Regions from separate parts of the Capra hircus genome. Here all the other regions are linked to region 3. A link is a contact called in public Hi-C data. All regions are on one chromosome and are shown on one strand. Each heading gives the region's core, a stretch centred on a gene start, on an enhancer-like site or on the middle of the called end of the contact. The rest is flanking DNA. Distances are from core to core; before and after follow the strand shown. Region 1 has its middle 16 kb from the start of TMCC1. Region 2 has its middle 18 kb from the start of PLXND1. Region 3 overlaps TMCC1 (transmembrane and coiled-coil domains protein 1).

Evidence for each region. A called contact is a pair of places that touch in the nucleus more often than the background predicts.
Region 1: a Hi-C map of blood shows a contact between it and region 3, with 2.1 times the contacts expected there. The contact joins two enhancer-like sites. A contact is called at or near these places in 2 of 5 Hi-C or Micro-C datasets (blood and liver).
Region 2: a contact with region 3 is called in a Hi-C map of liver, with 3 times the contacts expected there. The contact joins two enhancer-like sites. A contact is called at or near these places in 2 of 5 Hi-C or Micro-C datasets (blood and liver).

What each region holds. Positions count from the first base shown.
Region 1 is chr22:55,910,844-55,915,326 of ARS1.2, reverse strand. No RefSeq gene overlaps it. Among named protein-coding and RNA genes, the nearest start is that of TMCC1, 16 kb to the left of the region's middle. Within about 2 kb of position 1,871, at least 2 of the 5 cell types and tissues checked have an H3K27ac peak or open chromatin away from gene starts, as enhancers often do.
Region 2 is chr22:56,095,995-56,100,595 of ARS1.2, reverse strand. No RefSeq gene overlaps it. Among named protein-coding and RNA genes, the nearest start is that of PLXND1, 18 kb to the left of the region's middle. Within about 2 kb of position 2,610, at least 2 of the 5 cell types and tissues checked have an H3K27ac peak or open chromatin away from gene starts, as enhancers often do.
Region 3 is chr22:55,977,912-55,982,716 of ARS1.2, reverse strand. All of the region lies in intron 5 of TMCC1 (transmembrane and coiled-coil domains protein 1), which reads right to left. Among named protein-coding and RNA genes, the nearest start is that of TMCC1, 51 kb to the right of the region's middle. Within about 2 kb of position 2,351, at least 1 of the 5 cell types and tissues checked has an H3K27ac peak or open chromatin away from gene starts, as enhancers often do.

The DNA of each region.
Region 1 (4,483 bases), core at 622-3,121, 67 kb after region 3:
GCCCTTCACCTGCACCTGGAGGAACTGAGGCCCAGAGGCCAGGGATGGGTGATGAGGCAGTCCAAGAGCAAGCTGGAAAAGAATTTCCAGACACAGAGCATTTCAGAAGGGAGTGAGTTTATGAAGAGCCAAGAGCAGAGAGATAAAGTGGGCAGTACAGGCACAGTGGGCCAACAACGCCTGACAGACCAGGGGGAGTCAACAGTTTTCATGGGTTAATAGCCAGTTTTAGAGCCTGAAGACAAAGAAAATTCCTGCTGGACAGCTGGTGTTAGGCGATCGGTTGGGGCACTATAGGGTGTTTACTGGAGCGGGCATCGCTGCCTGACTGGGAGTCTGGAAGCTTGTGAGCGATGACCAGCAGTTACAAAGGGGCTCCGTCAGCTTCAGAGGTGACCTTGGTTCTGGGCTCTGCTTCTGTGGCCTTAGTGCGAGGCCTCGCACCTGCGGCCTTGGGGCAGGCCTCAACGACGATAAGCAAGGGCCCACCTCTCCTGGGAGACTGCGGCCAGGACTTTGAACTCCAGCAGTCTGGGGCCTTTCCTTCTCAGGATCTTTAGAAGTTTTTCTGGAAGATAACAGTTTCTGAATAAAGTTGGCTGAAGCCGGGGAGGGGAAGCAGTGCAGCTCAGAAAACCACAAAACCTCCCCTTTCTGGGACTCAGTGTCCACAGCTATCCAAAAGGGAGGGCCAGTCAAGACAACCGCAGAGACCCTGGCCCGTCCCAGGATCCTGAGGCCATTGGCTGGGCCTCAGCCCCTCTTAAGGAGACCCCCTGCCCCCCTACTAGCCCCAGCTCTCAGGCTCTGTCCCTTTGAATGCCACCTCCAGACTTCAGAGTGGGCAGGGGATGCCAGTGAGTGAGGCCCGCACGGAGTGCCCGCCTAGTGAGCAGAGGCCTAGCGGCCCTGGGGGCCAGAGTCTGACAGGATCCAACCTGGCGGCTGACAGGAATTTTAGGCCTCTGTGCGCCTGCCGCTGGGCTGGAAGCAGATTAGAGAAACAGAAATGGAATGACCTCTGCTTGGCCCTCACAATGCTACCAAAGGGAAGGAAAGGCTTTGAGAGAAAGCTAAACAGCCTTTGGTTGTTTTTTTTTTTCCCCTTCCCTCCCTCTTCTCTCAGCCCTGGGAGTAAGGTCAGGACCCAGAGTGGGTTTGAGGAGGGAGCCTCTCACTCCTGCAGAAACCTCATTTGGGACCAGGAATCTCCTTCCATCTGCCCTCAAAACCCGTGAACCTGCCTTCACCCCTCTTTGCGAAGGGCCTGGGGAGAATCTTCAGTGTGCCTCACAGGAACTGTCTGTAATCTGACCACACAGCCCCCATCTCCCCCCTCACTCAGCACCGTTATTTATTTCATAAACACATACCTCCCGGGCTTTCCTCTCAGCACTTCCCAGCACCCACTCATTTAATCCTCATACACCCTCACTTTGACAGCCGAGATCACAGAGAGAGATGGATCAACCTCCAGCATCCCTGGGACTCACCCCCGGGCAGTCTGGCTGCAGAGAACCCCTGCCCTCGTGACGCTCCACTGTCTGCCTCTTCTCCAAAGTCTGATCCCTTTCAGGCTCCCGAACATCAGGCGCCTCCCTTCTGAAGTCGCCTCCTAAATCCCCCAGCCATGCCCCGCCACGACCTCTAATGTCACCCACTCGCCGTGGGAGGCTGTGGTCCCAGAGTCATTATTCACAGATTAACTGCTTGTCCACCCCATCCATCAGCTGCCTCTGACCTGCTGCGTCAGGCTGCCCGGCTGGTTGTTCTAGAACCTTCCCCCTCCCCACACTGCTTCTCACCTGATTCCTCTGAGTAAACAGAGTGCAGCCTGGGGCCCTCACACAGTCTTGTGAAACCCTAAGGGAGTGAAAGGAAAGCTGGAAGGAGTCAGCCCACACCTGCCCTGGCTGGCTCTTGCCCTCGAGAGCCCTGCCCTGGGGGCCCCTGCTGGCTGCTCCTTTCCTGAGCTCTTGGCCTCTGATTGTAGTGAGAGACCATGCCATCACAACCCCTTGTTCTCTTCCCAGAGTCGAGGAACTTCTCACTTCCCAGGCCAGGCCCCAGCCAGAGCAGCAAACCAAGAAAAACCCCAGTCTCTCACAACTGCCACCTCCTTGCACTGGCAGAGCGCTGGGGCCACGATTCCTCCCTTCTATATGAGGGCTGTCACAGATTTGGGCTTCTCTGGTGGCTCAGAGGGTAAAGAATCTGCCTGCAATGCAGGAGACCCGGCTTTGATCCCTGGGTTGGGAAGATCCCCTGGAGAAGGGAATGGCAACCCACTCCAGTATTCTCGCCTTGAGAAACCCATGGACAGAGGGACCTGGCAGGCTATAGTCCAAGGTCTCAAAGAGTCAGACACAATTGAGCCACTAACCACTCAGAAATTTATTTAATCTCCAATAACTAGATCATGAGATCCTCAATGCTTGGAAAACCTTCTAAGGTCTTACAGTGGGTTTTTGTTAATTTCCTCTGACCATTTGCATCGTGGCCTGGAATGCCTTATCCATTTTATCTTGGTGACTGAGTAGGAAGCTGCAGTTTAGCATCCTGTTACACGCACGCGTACACACACAATTATATGTGCAGGGGTAAGAACAGTTTCTACTGCTGAATTTTTGCAAGGAGAGCTGTGTGTGTATCTGGACAGGAGGGCAAGCAGGAGCACTGGCTTGGGGGTAGATGGTGAGAGCTCTGCACGCGCCGATTCTAGTGCCACCCCCCTTTCCCATGCCACACTCTCACAACTTTCCTGCCCCACCGCCCCATCCTCCACCCCTAGCTCCCAGGTCAAGGTGAGAGCGGAGGCTTCGCATAATGAACAACCAATTGAAAGAGCAGAGGTCGAGGAGGGGCAGCAGAAACAAGGAGGAAAGTGCGGTGCAGAAAATGGAAGGTTGCCTCATACCTGGAACTCTCTCCCTGAAGCCAAAAGTGAAAGAAAGTGGAAGTCTGACTCTTTGTGACCCCACAGGCCATGGCCTGCCAGACTCCTCTGTCAATGGGACTCTCCAGGCAAGAATACTGCAGTGGGCAGTGTTCCCTTCTCCAGGGATCTTCTCTACCCAGGGATTGAACCTGGGTCTGCTGATTGCGGGCAGATTCTTCATCATCTGAGCCCCCAGGGAAGCCCTAATGCCAGAGCCTGACAAAATTCCTCTAAAACTCACAAGCAGGACCCAGTCCCTCTGCTCTGAGCAGACGCTGAAAAACTCCTTCTCACCTGTCTTTTGGGGCCAGGAGCTCTGTGTGCAAAGGCAGGGACCACTGGGTCTCTCTTGGCCACCACTAGATCCCCCAGAGTGAGCGACCAATAAAGGTCAGATGACTGACTCGGGAGCCAGGGCCTGAACCAGGCTTTGGGGGCTGAGATGATGACCGATGTGCCCAGGGCTCCTTTAAGGTTCTGTTCCCTCCCCTTCTTCGTCCTCCTATGGCCACACAAATGATATCTTCATGTGTTATAAGCTTACCCACTTTTTGTTTAAAAATTAAACAAAAGAAAAAAGAGCTATACACCAAAGAATGTATTTATGCTATCTTCTAGAATTACCTAGGTAGATGCCTTTATGCTGGTGCTCTTTATTTCTTCCTGTCGATTTGAGTTACTCTTGAGTGTCCTTTCATTTCAGCCTGAAGTACTGCTTTACGTAAGCAGTAAGCAATGACTTTCTATTATCCCCTCCTCTCTGAATCTAGGAACCACTAATCTGCTTTCCACTCTATGAATTTACCACTCTAGGTACCTCATATAATTGGAATCATATAATATTTGTTCTTTTTTATCTGGCTCATTTCACTTTAGCATGATTGCAAGGTTCATCTGTGTAGTAGTAAATGTTGGTACTTCAGACCTTTTCATCAGCTCAGTTCAGTCGCTCAGTCGTGTCTGACTCTTTGTGACCCCATGGACTGCAGCACGCCAGGCTTCCCTGTCCGTCACCAACCCCCTGGGAGCTTGCTCAAACTCATGTTCATCGAGTCTCTGATGCCATCCAACTATCTCACCCCCTGTCATCCTCTTCTCCTCTTGCTTTCAATTTTGCCCAGCATCAGGGTCTTTTCCAGTGAGTAAGTTCTTCATATCAGGTAGCCAAAGTATTGGAGCTTCAGCTTCAGCTTCAGTCCTTCCAATGAATACTCGGGACTGATTTCCTTTGAGATTGACTGATTTGATCTCCTTGCAGTCCAAGAGACTGTCGAGAGTCTTCTCCAACACCACAGTTCGGAAGCATCAGTTCTTCGGTGCTCAGCTTTCTTTATGATCCAACTCTCACATCCATACATGACTCCTGGAAAAACCATAGCTTCGACTATATGGTCTTTTGTCGGCAATGTCTCTGCTTTTTAATATGCTGTCTAGGCTTGTCACAGCTTTTCGTCCAAGGAGCAAGCATTTTTTTATTTAATGGCTGCAGTCACCATCTAGAGTGATTTTGGAGCCCCCAAAATAAAGTCTGACACTTTCCATTGT
Region 2 (4,601 bases), core at 1,361-3,860, 120 kb before region 3:
CCCTGGAACAAAGAGTCTGGCTGCTGCCCCCCACCCACCATGCCACCCAGGTCCGGCCACCAGCTTCCAGCCTGGACTGGGCAGTAGCCACCTCACTGGTCTCAGCACCCCCATCCTCCTCCCCCCCACCCAGTCTATTCCCCGCCCGCCTTGGCGCCAGAGGGATCCTTATTAATATGCAAATCAGATCTTGTCTCTTCTCGCACAACACTCAGCCAGGCCCCCACCTCCCCGAGAGCAAAAGCCATCTGTCAGGGGCTGAATTGTGTCCCCAGATTCACATCCTCAAGTCCCACCCCCCAGCACCTCGGAATGTGACTGGATTTGGAGACAGGGCCTTTCAAGGGGGTGATTAAGTTGAGGTCATATGGGTGGGCCCCAGGCCAACGGGACCAGTGTCCTTATAAGAAGAGATTGGGGCACAGACAAGTCTCCGCACAGAGTGATAAGGGGGCCATCTGCAGGCCAAGGAGAGAGACGTCAGGGGAAGGCAAACCCGCTGACGCCTTGACCTTGGACTTGTGGCCTCCAGTGAGCCCGGTGGGGCTCTTTGCGACGCCATGGGCTGTAGCCCGCCAGGCTCCTCTGCCCGTGGGCTTTCCCAGGCAAGGATACTGGCGTGGGTAAGCCATTCCCTTCTCCACGGGATCCTCCTGACCCAGGGGTCCAGTTGCAGGCAGATGGTTTTCTGTGTGAGCCATCAGGGAAGCACTCCAGCCTCCAGAACTGCAGGAAAAGAAATTTCTGTTGCCATGCGGTGGTACTCTGTCTCTGCCCCCGAAGCCAACCAAGGTGCCCTCTCCCCTGGCGCCCTGGCCGGTCCTGACCCCTCCTGCTGCCCCTGCGCTCTCTCTTCAGTCCACCTGCCATTCTCTCAGCCCCCGGCCTTGGCCCTTGCTGTTCCCTCTGCCTCTTACGCCCTTCCCCCGGGGCTGCTGCCTTCTCATCACTCGAATGTCTGCTGCCACGGCCCCCTCCACAGGGGCGCTCCCGGCTCATCGGCTCATCGGGGCTGTCAACCACCTCTCCTGACGGACTGGCACCTCCACCAGGGCAGTGGCTGGTGCTTTGTGCCAGAGTGGCCCGCACACAGCACATGTGCAACGAAGACCTGCTGAACACTGGGAGGCAGGCTCCTCCTAGCCCCACCTCCCCATCTTCCAAAACTCAGAGCACAAGGGAGGCAGGGCGGGGCCTCCAGGTGCCGCCCAGGTTCAGGAGGTGGCTCCGCAGCATGGCCTGAGCAGGGCCTGCCTGCCTGCAGGATGCATGAGATTGCTGCCTGCCTCCCACATCCTGGGCTTCTGGACAGCACCTGTGTTCATTCCCCTCTTTCCTCATTTGTTTTTCAATGACTCTTCCGGAGGCTCTGCCGTGGGTCAAACGCGGTCCCCCTCTCAAATTCATCTGTTAAGTCCTAATCCACAATGTGATTGCATTAGGAGGGGGGATCTTTCGCAGCGTGAGTAGTCGTGAAGGTGGAGCCCTCATGAATAAGGATAGTTGTCGTTTTTCAGTCGCTCATTCTCTTAGGGGCCCCATGGACTGTAGTCCCCCCAGCCTCCTCTGTCCATGGGATTTCCCAGGCAAGAATACTGGGCTAGGTGGCCATTTCCTTCTCCAGGGTATAACCCTGTAAACATTCACGTTTGACATCTGTCCATTTCCCTCTAGCTAAATTATATCTCGATAATAAAAAAACAAAGCAAAACCTTTTTTTTTTTTAAAGCCACCACTCCCCTTGTCGGCCACTTGCGGGACGGGGCAGGGGGGTACTCATCTCCTAGGGCGCCGCAGTCGTGCGGGCCGCGGAAGTCTCCACGCGCGGGTGCCGCCTAGTCCCTCCCGGGCCGGGACGCGTGGCCCCGAGAGCCGCGCCGGCCTCCCCGGTGCCCGCTCCCGCCCGCCGGGGCTGGTGAAAGGCCGGAAGCGGCGCCGGGTGGGCGAGGGCCATTGTCCGCACGTCCGCTCCGGCCCCGCCCCACATTGTCCCGGGGGAGGGACCCTCCGCGGGCCCGGGGCTGGGGGTCCCCCGGGTCGCGCAGTGGCGCCTCCCCTTGCCCGTGTCCTCCCCTCCTCGTTTGCAGGAGGGAGGCCAGCGCCGGGGACCGAGCCCCGCGCGCCCCGCCGCGCCGTCCCCAGAGGTCACTCCGCCACCCGCTCCCCCTTCCCCTTGGGGCTTTGGGCCCCTCCGAAATCACAGACGCCGCTGGCGGGTGGGTGGGTGGGGTGGCAGGAGACAGTCCCTCGCCGAGGGTCACGTGGCTGCAAAGCTGGGGAATCAGGGAGACGGGGCAAACCTCGCTGTCCTTGCCAGCGCCCCCGCTTTGAACGAGGGAAACCAGAGAGGGTCTCGTCTGCAGGGGGCTCCCATTCCAGTGTGGGGCGGGGGCAGAGGGGGCGCAGAGCATCGTTTAGACGACAAGTAGGTGACTGCACGGTTGCACAAGCTGGGAGACCGGTGAGGGAAGGCTCAACGAGAGGGGTGGTCACCGGAGGCTCTGAGCAGGTGACGTCCTGGCAGAAAGCACGGGAGAAAGAGGCAGCCCGGGGGGACGGGGTGGGGCGCAGTCGGGGCAGAGGAGCCGTGTGGACCGAGACCCCGTACGAGGCCGGCTGGCGGAGGCGCCTGGTGGGAGGGAGTGAAGTCAGAGAGCCGACTCGTGGGAGCCCAGAGTTTAGGGGCTGCATCTGAGTCAAACTCGATGAAGAGACGGGCCGGCAGTTTGCTGAGAACAGAGAAGTCAGGAAGGCTTCGTTTCCAGCTATGCTCGACGACGACGTTCCCTCTCCCGGCCTCGCTTTCCCTGGTTGCAGAAAGCATCTGGGTTGGAAGACGCTCTGAAACTGACTCCTCTCCAACCAACATTACCGTGACCTCACCTTGGTTGCACAAGAAAGGCGCCTGCAATGGTTCACAGATGGCGGATGGACCTAGGATTGGAAAATCAAACCTGCCCAGCCAGGGATGGATGCCCTGGGCGGGAATCTCTGATCCGCCGGGAGCCGCTGCCGGAGGCCGGGAGTTTAAACGTCTTCGCCAGGGAGGGTGCGATCCCCTCAGTAGCCGCTAGGCGGCAACAGAGACCGGGCTTGAAGCGCCAGAGTCTTTTTCTGAATCGTTTTTGAAGTTACGGAAAAATTCTGAGACTCGTACAGAGGACTCTAGGACTTTCTTAACTAAGATTCATCAAGTGTTAGCATTCGGACCCCCCTCTATGTATATTCAAGTTCTCCCCCAAGCATGGGGAGAGTAAATTGCAGTCGTGCTGCCCCTTGAACCCTAAATCCTTCAGTGTGTGTTTCCCAAGAACAAGGACATCCTATTACACAACCGCAGTAGGGCTTTCAAGATCAGGCGATGTAATGGTGATGCAAGACTTATATACTCGGCAAAATATTATTCAAATATTGCCAGTTGTCCCAACGAGGCCTTTTATAGCATTCCCGTACCCCATCTGCATTCCAAATCCCGGATCACATTTAGTTGTTTGTTTTTATGTTAAATGAAATGCATTCACTAAGCCTTCTCAGGCTGAAGTATTTGAAAAAGATGCATGTGAAGAGTTGCAGCCTCACCCTCCTTAACCACACGTCCCCGGGGCAGGTCCCACTCAGGTCTTCTCTACTGCAAGGTAGCAGATTCTGGGCAGGGTGTGTGGGAGAGGCGGAGCGGGCCAGAGAATGCACTTACAGCCTGAGATGGAGTCTTTCTTTTTCATTCTTCCTGGCCTGAACCCATTTGTGCAGGTCCTTTGGCCAAGGGCTGCTCCCCAGCCATTCACCAAGGGTTTCAAATGACTCCTTGAGGAAACAGCTTCTTGCTTTGGGAAACAATGGCAAATGCCCCCAGCTGGCAAGGCCAGGGGAAGTCCTGTGCTGGGTCTGGAGAGGGAGAAAGGCTCTAAGGGCTGCCAGCACTGGGAGATAAATCCTTTGGCCGGTCCAGTGGCTTCCATTTCTTGCTTGCAGCAAAATGGCAGGAGAACCCAATCCTTTTGTCAACTAACAGAGAGTAATCATGTCTTTAACTTTTATTAAGAAAAATGGAATCATGCACACATAATAATGCCAGTCACCAGGTGGCAACAAAAAATAACTCTTTCTGATGGATTACTATTGACTTCCGGTGTAAAACGCAAACGGAGGGAACATGGTTAACGTTCCCCCAGGACTCCTTCCTTTTCTGTTCCTTATTTATGTGACAAGATTTCTGAGTGCTTACAGCCGTAAAAATAAGAATGAAGAAGAGACGGAGCTGTAGATACTTCTCCACTGGTACACAAGACGGGAAATCCAGTTAAACCATTACAAATGTCATGTGAAATAATACTTTGTGTCATCAGTATCTATCAAAACTTATAATATTTATAGTTTTGATCAGTCATGTACTAGTATTTGTAATCATACCTTTGCAGAATAACAGTTTGCACTTAGTAACTTAGGAGCACAGAAAATTTTTAAAAATTTGAAACCGGTTGTTGTCGCAGAAGATGGTATGATCAGCAAGTGACTTTCAGGCATGAGAATATACTGTTGAGGACTTCTCTGGGGGTCCAGTGGTTAAGACGCTGCACTCCCAATGCAAGGGGCCCAGGTTC
Region 3 (4,805 bases), core at 1,102-3,601:
GGCTGTTTTCCCAACATTTTTGGGTCTGTAAAATGAGGAGCTTGCTTAGGCTTAGCCCATAGTCTTAATAGTCTTTGAGTTCTTGCTAATCACCTGGCAATACCCAGCGATCTTTTGGCTGAAAGTCATTTGTGTTGCAAGGGGCTCATTTTGCAACCAAGGTTTCTAAATTCTTAGCTTCTTCATTACAATGATATCGAAATCTGTGTCAGGGCTCTTTACCCCAGTAAAATGTTACTGTGATAAAATAAAATGTAATTGCCAGTTCTATAGCTCAGTCAGTAAAGAATCCACCTGCAATGCAGGAGACCTGGGTTGGGAAGATCTCCTGGAGGAGGAAATGGCAACCTACTCCAGTATTCTTGCCGGGGAAACTCCATGGACAAAGGAGTCTGGTGAGCTACAGTCCACGGGGTCACGAGAATCGGACACAACTTTGCGACTAAACTACCACCAACAAAAATTTTACTTGATCTTTGGCTAAAGATACATTTTTGTAATATATAAACCAATAAATCCTTGCTAATTCTTTTTACAAAGAGATCTCTCCAAGACTGATTTTTGAAATCAAACATTTTTTGCATATCTTAAAGGATTCTATTTAGGAAACAAGATGCTTTCAAAGTCAAACCATACATAAAATGAGACACTAATGCCTAATAAATATATGCTGATCCTGAAGTATGAAATCTGGTCACCTCCCATTGACTGATGAAATCACAGGTCACGATGATGTAACATCAAAACAAGTCAAATATTAACAAATACTTACTAAAGCCCAATACTGTGCTAACTGCCAAAGCTGCCTACCTTTCTTTACATATAATGCAGCATTATGATCACAATCTGTTCTAGTAATTATCTTCTATCATACATGATCCTGGTCTGGCCTTCTATTTATCTACCTATGAGTCTTTGGGAAGCTAACAGTCACAAGACAAATTCTTGTAACAATGTTCTGGATTTAAAAAAAATAAAAAGCAGTAGTGGACTTTGGGGGCCAAAATTCTCCCTCCCTCTTAAGATTGAAGGCTACTGATAAAGTACTCAAATCCTCTGTGAATAAAAGGGGAAAGCAGAAGGTATAGGTACATACTATGTTCCTTTAGAGGTCTAATTACTCTAAAGTCTCTATATATTTTTTAATATAAAGGAAAAGGAGGTTAAATTTAACTTAAAGAGTAAACTTGCCTTTGCATTATGTTGAGCCTTCATCACAGAAGGAATACAACTCAGATGTTAAAAACAAAACCAAACAGAACTTGGAGAGGCATCCTTATGATGATAACTGTGCATGGTAAGTCTACCAAGGTCAAGAACATCCTAGCTACACCTTCAAATCCACTCTTAGGAAAATCACATTAAAATTCAGCGTAAGACCATTAAGGATAATAAAGGTATCTTGTGGGTCACCACAGAAACATACTGCATTAAAACAAACATACACATTCTGGACCTCCTTGTGGCTCAGCTGGTAAAGAATCCACCTGCAAAGAGGGAGACCTGGGTTCGATCCCTGGGTTGGGAAGTTTCATTTCATACATTTCATTTCACACATTTCATTTCACACATTCTAGACCTCTGAGTTAGGGTCAATAAGCCTAAAAGTTACTTCCTTTGGCATACGAGTTTTGTTCTATAAAGTACCTTTACTACAGAACAACTGAAAACACAACTTCATCTCTGATTTATCCCTACTTTTCCATTCCGTATCATTTCTTTGATGATATCATTTCCTTGATAGTATCAGCTACCAAACTGACACGAAATACACAAATGAGAAAGATCTCTATTGGTTTTAATTTTAAAAATACAATTTTCAATGTTTTTGTTTTTAGGAAAATAGACATTATTTTACTAGTTCTCCCAAGCAGACTTTAGGACTTTCAATTTTATCTTTAATTATTTTAAAAAGTATTTATTTACTCACTTATTTGGCTGCACTGGGTCTCAGCTGTGGCATATGGGATCTTTGGCTACAGCGTATGGGATCCAGTTCCCCAACCCGGGATTGAACCCAGACCCCACTGCATTGCAAGCCTGGAGTTCCAGCCACTGGACCACCAGGGAATTCACTTTATTTATTTATTTATTTATTTATTTATTTAATTGGAGGATAATTGCTTTACAATTTGTGCTGGTTTCGGCCACACAACAGTATCTCTATTTTTAATTCTAACATTGTCAGTAAATTCTACCCACTCTTCTATCGTCAATTCCATTTCCACAGTTACCAACTCAGTTCAGTACTTTAAAAGAGCGCCTACTACTACGTATGATAGTCACTACTCAATCCAGCCCATATCCTAACAATTCCCTGAGCTAGTGACTTCTCAAGGTATAATTCCTTCATTGTTAATGGCCTGTCACAGTAGGAGTCATCTCCTCACTTCCGCCTACTTCTCCTGGTCTAGGGGTACCACCTTGTGGTCAGCAACAGGAATTATCCTTCCCATCACCTCGTTTCTTTCCCCTTTGGAAGAACATTATACCTAGGCTTTCTGGTTTTGCACACAGCTCAATTAACTCAATCTTACAAACCTCCCTTTCATTTGAACAGAGTAGAATGCCATCCTGCAGTAATTTACTGTGGAGGGTAGTGTTCCTTATTTATAAACCCTGGGAAATCCACATACTCTAAGTCTACAAGCTATTTGTTACTGAATGAGAAAGAATGGGTTTTAGTCTACACCTTTGACAAGGCCACTGGACATGACTATTTTAAAAGCTACATATAAACACAGTAAGTTTATTTAAAAACAAAACAAAACACAGTAGGCCCCAAATGGAGTCTCTTATGCTAATTCTCACATCATCAAACTGAGAACTAAATTACAGTTTTTTGCCTCTCCCAGAAATGGACCCAAACCAGCCAACCAGGAACTGCTGATTAGCACTAGTTAGGTAACCCTTGCCGGAGAAGGCAATGGCACCCCACTCCAGTACTCTTGCCTGGAAAAATCCCATGGACAGAGGAGCCTGGTAGGCTGCAGTCCATGGGGTCGCTAAGAGTCCGACACGACTGAGCGACTTCACTTTCACTTTTCACTTTCATGCATTGGAGAAGGAAATGGCAACCCACTCCAGTGTTCTTGCCTGGAGAATCCCAGGGACGGGGGAGCCTCTGGGCTGCCGTCTATGGGGTCACACAGAGTCGGACACGACTGAAGCGACTTAGCAGCAGCAGCAGCAGCAGCAGCACGTAACCCTTGCCATCCTCTGTAAGGAGAGTAACCTAGCAATAACCAACACACTTTTTGTAACTTCCTGTTCCTGCTCCCTTCTGCCTAGAAGTCTTTTATTCTGTACAGCTCTTCAGAGTTCGTTTCTATTTGCTCAGACTGAATGCTGCCCAATTCATGAATTGTCAAATAAAGTCAGTAAGCTCTTGACTTGGTTCAATTTCGTTTTTTTGAAAAGTACTAACACCACCCTTATGGCAGAAAGTGAAGAGGAACTAAAAAGCCTCTTGATGAAAGTGAAAGAGGAGAGTGAAAAAGTTGGCTTAAAGCTCAACATTCAGAAAACGAAGATCATGGCATCTGATCCCATCACTTCATGGCAAATAGATGGGGAAACAGTGGAAACAGTGTCAGACTTTATCTTTTTGGGCTCCAAAATCACTGCAGAAGGTGACTGCAGCCATGAAATTAAAAGACACTTACTCCTTGGAAGAAAAGTTATGGCCAACCTAGACAGCATATCGAAAAGCAGAGACATTACTTTGCCAACAAAGGTCCGTTTAGTTAAGGCTATGGTTTTTCCAGTGGTCATGTATGGATGCTAGAGTTGGATTGTAAAGAAAGCTGAGTGCCGAAGAATTGATGCTTTTAAGCTGTGGTGTTGGAGAAGACTCTTGAGACTGCAAGGAGATCCAACCAGTCCATTCTAAAGGAGATTAGTCCTGGGATTTCTTTGGAAGGAATGATGCTAAAGCTGAAACTCCAGTACTTTGGCCACCTCATGCGAAGAGTCGATTCATTGGAGAAGACTCTGATGCTGGGAGGAATTGGGGGCAGGAGGAAAAGGGGACGACAGAGGGTGAGATGGCTGGATGGCATCCCTGACTCAATGGACGTGAGTTTGAGTGAACCCCGGGAGATGGTGATGGACAGGGAGGCCTGGTGTGCTGCGATTCATGGGGTCACAAAGGGCTGGACATGACTGAGCGACTGAACTGAACTGAACACTTAGACCATGCAACCTAAGTTTAAATAAGACATACAGATTAAACTCTCATTAGTAAGAAACGTTTCAAGTATTGCTCCTCACCCATCAGGCACGGCAGACAGGTGGCTACAGCTAACGGCCTTGACGTGCATTATCATGTTCTCCCCTTTAACAATGCCAAAAAAATCCAACTTCCGTAACATTTCCTCACAGTACAGGCCTTTGGGACCTTACCCTTTGCTGTTCCCCCAGGTCTCCCTTCAGAGGTTTGGTCTGCTTCCTCGCATCCTCCAGGTCTTTGCTTGTTTATTAGTGAGGTCTTCCCCGACCACTCTGCTTAAAACTTCCCTCCCTAGGAATCTTTATCTTCTTATGCAACGGTCACATTGTGCACTTTACTTATATGTTTTGCTTACCTTCTCCTAAACTTCTCCAGTGCGAGTATTTTCGTTTGTTTGATTCACTCATGTATTCTCAGCGCCTAAGACTGTGGTGGGCAAAGTATGGGCCGAGGCCCAGACGCTGTTCACCAGTCAAACCCCAGCCTGCCCGTTCATTTACATATTATGGGTGACTGATTTCATGCTCCGACACAACTGAGTAGTTGCAAGACAGACCAGATGGTGGAAAATACT